Regions from separate parts of the Mus musculus genome. Here region 2 is linked to region 1. A link is a contact called in public HiChIP or PLAC-seq data. All regions are on one chromosome and are shown on one strand. Each heading gives the region's core, a stretch centred on a gene start, on an enhancer-like site or on the middle of the called end of the contact. The rest is flanking DNA. Distances are from core to core; before and after follow the strand shown.

Region 1 (3,218 bases), core at 294-2,793:
ATAGGAAAATCTATAGAGGCCAACCGGGGCTTCCCAATGAGACTTTTTTTTTTTTTCCTCAAAATAAACAAAACAAACCCACGAAACCATCAACAAAACACTTTTTTTGACCGAAGTATCCACATCTATTTGAGAAGTGCGTCAGAGTCAGCAAACTGGGCAGGGGATGGATGTAGCTCAGTGTAGAATACTGCCACACACACACAAAAATTAAAGTCAGCATCCATTCATGAAAGAATGGCTAATAGTTAATTATATTTATCTGTTTTAACACTATGTAGATTCTAAAATGTTTAAGAATAAAACAAACATTTTTCTTTAATTGTTATGTGACTAAGTGAGCAGGAGGGGTCAGCAAGAGCGTGGAGGTCAGAGATTATACCGCAGGCAAGTATAAACTTTTCTCCCACCCACGTGTTCTTTGAGATGGAACGCAGGTAAACCGGCTTGCAGCCAGCAAGGACTTTACCAGCGGATCCCTCACCCCTTTAAAGACGGATTCTATAATGAAGCCCAGACTAACCTCCAACTCCTGCATTTCTCCTGCTCTCGCCTCCCAAGTGTCGGTTGGGATTGTGTGTGCATGCCACCAATCCCGACCATAAATCTTGAAGAGTCTTACTAACAAGAAAATTGTACATTTGTACTGTAGTGCAAAATGTCGACAACAAAGCTATATGTGCATCATGTAATCAACGACACAATTTGTCTTACAGTGGTAATTCTTGCGAATGGGATTCTGGGTGATATTTTTCATTATAGTTTTCATGTGTTTTGTTTTGTTTTTATTCAGCATTTGAAATAAAACTTTCTGAGAGACGGGTGATGTGGGGGCCTCAGGATCCTAAGGTCACATTTAGCCACATCTCCTAGCTCCTGAAAAAAAGCATTTTAAAATAAAGGTAGTAAAAGGAGGTAGCAGATTCCACATGCAGTGTTCATCTTCCACAGAAAACTAATCTATGCGGAGGGCTAAAAGTATTTGAGCTATTTCTTGGAAGATGGCATCTTCACATTTTCTTAAATTCCTTTTAAGTTTGTTATAATACTTCATTAAAAAGTCAGAGATACGTTTTATATCAGGAAGTCTGCGCTAATGAAATTCTGGAGACAACATTTTAAAACCCTAGGAACGTTCATGTGTGACAACTGTAAAAAGAGTTGCAGGCGACTGAGTCTGAACCATTCCTATGAAGGAGAAAGCAAGGAAACCCGGAAAAATATAGGAAGTCGGCCATTATGCTGCTGGTCGAGGAACTGCTACAGACAAAGCTGTATTCTTTCCTTAGGCCTAGGAGAGGAAAGATTAGAGCCCTTTGTGTTTCGGAATTCCATTCCTTAACTCTGCGGCCCCTGGCACTAATGGTGACTGGGAGTCGTTACGCAGTGTTTTGGTTCCTCAGAGGGCTCAAGTGCTTTCGGGAATGCCTGCCAATACAATTCACAAGAACACAAAACCTAAGGAGTGGGGTGAAGTAGGTCCCCAAATCCCTTCGTCAAAAATGCACATTTAAGCTTGGGCTCCGCCCACCCCCCAGTCATTGATGTCACTGTCTCACTTGTAGTTTACCACTTAATATCGATGCTGTTTTGATCACGAGCTTGGAGATTTGTCTTAAGCTACTCTCCTCCCTCCCTCCCAACTAACACCGTAATAGTTCCGCATTTTATCCAAAATATTTATTAATTAAACTTCTAAGGTCCTTGGGAGCCAGGTGCTATTTAGAGGGGAGGGGTCTTATTATTTTGAGATAGGCCAAAGGCCTCATAAATCGCAAATATGGGAAAGAATTTGAAACCTATTCTAAAAGGCTTTCAAATCCCAAGGCGACAAATGTCTTATTCTAAATATACCATCACATTCAGAGTAACGTGTGTTAACTTATTTAAAAAGATATAAAACCCAACAAAACCTCACATCTGCGATCCTCAGGCCCATCTAAAATAAATTCCACCGGTCAGGAATGTCTACGGGGTGGGGCAAGTAGAGTTACACGGATTTGGGCAGGAAGGGGAGGCTTCAGGCTTTCGCAGCAATTCCAGGATACTAGACAATTATGCCTAATTTCCTACGTTTTAATACATACAAAACCAGATTTCCCTTTCTTTCTTTTCTTTTTTTTTTTTTTTTTTTTGCTTTTTTTCACAAAAGCCAAACAGACAAGCTTGGATTCTGCCACACTGGCCGCCCCTACAGTGAGGAGGTCCCGAAGCGCCCCGGGGTGGATAGGGGTGGGGTGTGGTCCACCTCCCAGCAGGTTCCATCTCTACCATTGCTGACCCCGGCGGGGTCCACGGTCAGCATTTTTCCTGCTCTTGCTCGCTGTTGGCCTCGCCCTGATCTAATCGCTCCCCTAGGAGGTCGACAACGCTCAGAGGACAAATGCAAAGCGGACAAAGCAAATTAAGGAAAGGCGCCGCGAAGGCCCAAAGGGAGTCCTGGATCCCGGCCAGGGGTCTCGTGATGGGCGCGCTGGCGACCGCACCCTGGGCCTGTCCAAGCGGCCTCCCAAGCTGGCGGAAGCCGGCTACGCCCCGCAGGCTGGGCCCCGACCGGCCCTTCCACTCCGCCCTTCGGGACGCTCCGGGTTCCGAGGGCGCAGGCAAGGCGCCCATCCCCCGCGGCGCCATCTTGTTGTTTTCGTGCATTCCTCCTCCTCCTCCTCCTCGCCCCATCCCCACCCCACCCCACCCCATCCCGGCCACGTGGCGCGCGGCTGCGGAAGAGAAGGCCCCAGCCCAACTTCCGGCCAGACCGGTTCCAGCCGGTTGCGGGACTCAGACGCGCGGCTGCCCCCTGGTGGCCGGACGCGGCGCAGCGGGCCACGCCTTGCCTCCTCCGCCATTTGCTGCGCGGCGCGAGGCACGTCCACACTCTGCCGCCGCCGTCGTCATCCGCCGCCATCCCGAGGGTGCGCGGGTTGCGAGGGGGAGGATGACCCGCGTCAGGCGTGGGAACGCCTCTCTTCCGGAGTGATCAGAAGGTCGCTGCGGCAGAGACGGGCGCTTGGTGTAAAAACTTTACTCGTGCCGCCCGTCTGCCCACCGCAGCCTGTCCTGGGTATTCTGCTTTCTATGTGGATTTCTCGTTAGCGTTTCATTCCAGACTAGCATTTCTCGGGTGTGTGCTGTGGGCGGGGCCCGTGCGGTCTCTTACTTAGACATCCTAGGTGGCTCCCAGGATCACAGTGGTCACACCCGGGGTCACAGACCACTAA
Region 2 (3,218 bases), core at 510-3,009, 710 kb after region 1:
CATATGTCAATGTGCCCACTATGTGATCAACATTTTGAACTATGCTCTGTAAGTATACTGAAAGAATACGTTTGATGTCGTTGGTATCAAGAAAGAGATGAAGTTCTCATCCTTTACAAAATAAGTATGAGCAAATCAAGTCCTTCCCTACACTCCCTGGTCAGCTCTCTCCCACAGGGCTGGAACATCCTAAGTCGGTCAGAGCTATCAACCTTGATTTGATCACATTGTACATAGTAACTAGTGGGATCAGCTTAGGATTTTTTGTTCTTTGGGTTTTTTTTGTTTGTTTGTTTGCTTCTTTGTTTGTTTTTTTGTTTTTCCTCGTCAAATATCCACAGTAAGGAGAGCCACAACAAAGAGTCTGGGATTATAGTTTGTCCATTGGGCTTTTGGCCTGCATCATGGTGCTGGGATATCTCCAGGATGCCCTATTCTCCTCCCCTCATCCCCAGCCTGTTCCTCTCTCAGCTGCATCCATGTTAGATCTTCTTAGTCTACTGTAATACTCTTCTCTTAAACTTTTACCACATAGGTTCCCTCCCCCACCCCAGGTGTCCTTTCTTCATTATTCAACCTAGCCTGGAAGAGGCTCCCAGGCATCTAGCCACAGGCACTTAAGGATCCAGGACAGTTGGCTTTTGGCATACACATTCTGAAGCTTATGAACCGTGTTACATCTTGAATGGGCCCAATAGTAGTGTGTGGAGGTTGCATACTCTTATCTTGCTTATGGGGCTCTATTTTTCTTACAGTGTGGTTTCCTGGGCTACAGACACTTCCTCTTATATTGGTGCTTTAACCTTGTCACATAGTCTTCAACCAGCTCTTCTCAGTTGTGCTGTGGTGACATATCCTGGATGGTTCTAGAACAGCCCTGTCTCTTCAGGATTGACACCTTTATTTGATTTATTATTATTGTTATTGTTATTATTATTATTATTATTATTATTATTATTATTGTGTGTGTGTGTGTTGCATAGATGCTTGTGTGCCAAGGCATGTGTATGGAGGTCAGGAGACAGCCTTGGATGTCAGTCTTCGCCTTTGACCTTGAGACAGGCATCTCCTCACTGTTTTCCTACCACACACGGCAGGCTAGCTGGCCTGCAGAGCTGCTGGGAATTCTGTCTCCGCCTCCCATCTCCATGAGGTTAGACACATGTCCTGTTCATCCAGCTTTTATGTAGGCTCTAGGGATTGAAACTCAGGTCCTTATAATTACATGGCAAACACTTTTACCCACTGAACCAACCCCTTAGTCCTTACACCTTTATTTTGATGTCTCTGCTGGACACCAAAATCTATATATGCTCACATCTATTATATAGAACAGTATACTACTTGTCTATAACTCACACCCATGTACCTTAGATCATCTCTAAGCTACTTACATCAACTACAAGGTGCATGTTACCCAAGTAGTTGCTAGAGCACACTGTGCAAGGAGATGATGACAAGGGAGAGATTTGTACTTTTTCAGTACAGATGCAGTTTTCTGTGGACTGCGTTTCAATCAGCGGCTCGTTAGGTTTGTGGATGTAGAACTTCCACAGATGGAAGCCAGTGGTATTTACAAAATAATTAACCAAATATAGCTGATTCATCAAGTGCCATGGCGTAAGACAAGTAAACTGATTTCAAGTAATTTGAAGACAAGTCTTATGTAAATCATAAATCATCTTCTATAAAGAGCAAAGATGGAGGCGAAATATAGGTTACTGAAAACATTGTCCAAGCGGTGTGCTTGTGACTAGACTCGGGGCTGGAAGGGAATCTGGCTCATTGGGGAGAGTGGCTGGCCTAGCATACACAGAGCTTTGGGTTTGATCTCCAAGTCTACACAAAACAGGTGTGGCACATACTGGTTATCCCAGGCCCTGGGAGGAGCAGCAGGAGAATCAGGAGTTTAAGATTATCCTCAGCTATATAATGTGTTTGGGGGCCAGCCTGAGATACATAAGATCCTGTCTCACAAAGAGGATCCGATTTAACTATACTCATATTACTAACAAAAATAAGGAATAGTGACAGGGTGCACTTGTTTCTCTCTGTGCACATGGAAAAGATCAGACACAGAGATTAAGTATTAGAAAAACCCACTAAGTGCCTATGGCCACATAAAATAAACAGGTGGGCTGAGAACCTAACCCTGCACTCCAAGGTGATGAATTAGCCAGCTGTCCTAAAGAAGAGAGCTAATTACACAGGCACAATTGCATCTCCTAGGAGACGAAACCTCCAAATGGCCCATCTAATTAGAATAAAATAATAATAGGAGACACATAAGTTTTTAATAACGCTAACAGACAAGCTCCATGCATCAAAATGACAGAACAATAGGCCGGGGACTGGCAGATATACAAAACTTAAAATTTATCATCTCTGGGAAAGATATCAAGTTTCCAAAGTGAAATTCTCCAGAGAGGAGGATTGAAGGGTTTAGTTACAGCACCGGACTGGACCAAAGGACTGGAAGCTCAGGATTACTGTGAGCTGAGCCATGGATCTGATGTCCAAGGGGATTTAGATGATAACCAGAGATGGCGGCTTCAGCTGTTCAACATGTGTTTCTGAGGCTCTAGGAAGGCAGCCTTAGGGTTAACTGAAAGCACACACAAAAAAATTAAAGTCAAAACTTTACAAAGGCTATGAACAAAGATGGTACACAAACAGCCTCAGGTCCTCGCACTTCATCCTGGTACACTGTGCTTAGAGTTTCCTGGTCTTTATGGGCACGCCGTTTGTATACTTTACAGGCCTTTTAAACATTTATGGCAATCTGACTTCTTAGAAGTATCATTTCAAATAAATGCCTAGGAGTGTTTGCTTTTAAAATCTGTGTTTAAATGTTAGGAAACTTTCCTTTGTTAAATCCATATTGTTTTAAAGTGTTGTACAAATACTCCCAGAACTGTTGACTCTGCAGTGTTTGAAAATGTAGCTTAAGAAATATGGAAAATGAACACAACATAAAATACACAGAGGGTGATCTGCTTTTCACAGTTAAAGGTCTCTTGGGTGTGAAGAATCCATCATGATCAATCATTGTTGATGAGCCATAGCAAATTTGAGACTGTGTGTGTGCCAAGCGTGAGGCTACTCTGTACTCAAGATCAGGTTCTGGTGAGTTACATCCACACACTGCAGAGAGACCAGTATGGACCACACCATGAGGTCAAAGGACCTACTTGGAATGGATGAATATGAACAACAAA

What was found. HiChIP or PLAC-seq counts read pairs in DNA pulled down with a chosen protein or histone mark.
Region 2: an H3K4me3 HiChIP or PLAC-seq map of craniofacial prominence shows a contact between it and region 1, with 4 times the contacts expected there. The contact joins two enhancer-like sites. A contact is called at or near these places in 5 of 115 datasets of contacts at active chromatin or transcription factors (craniofacial prominence, embryonic forebrain, embryonic limb bud and 2 more).

Annotation. Positions count from the first base shown.
Region 1 is chr7:73,615,723-73,618,940 of GRCm38.p6, forward strand. No RefSeq gene overlaps it. Among named protein-coding and RNA genes, the nearest start is that of Gm30149, 8.6 kb to the left of the region's middle. Within about 2 kb of position 1,544, at least 332 of the 459 cell types and tissues checked have an H3K27ac peak or open chromatin away from gene starts, as enhancers often do. A contact at or near this core is called in craniofacial prominence and embryonic limb bud, where this site is marked.
Region 2 is chr7:74,328,447-74,331,664 of GRCm38.p6, forward strand. All of the region lies in intron 4 of Slco3a1 (solute carrier organic anion transporter family, member 3a1), which reads right to left. Among named protein-coding and RNA genes, the nearest start is that of Slco3a1, 220 kb to the right of the region's middle. Within about 2 kb of position 1,760, at least 33 of the 459 cell types and tissues checked have an H3K27ac peak or open chromatin away from gene starts, as enhancers often do. A contact at or near this core is called in craniofacial prominence and embryonic limb bud, where this site is marked.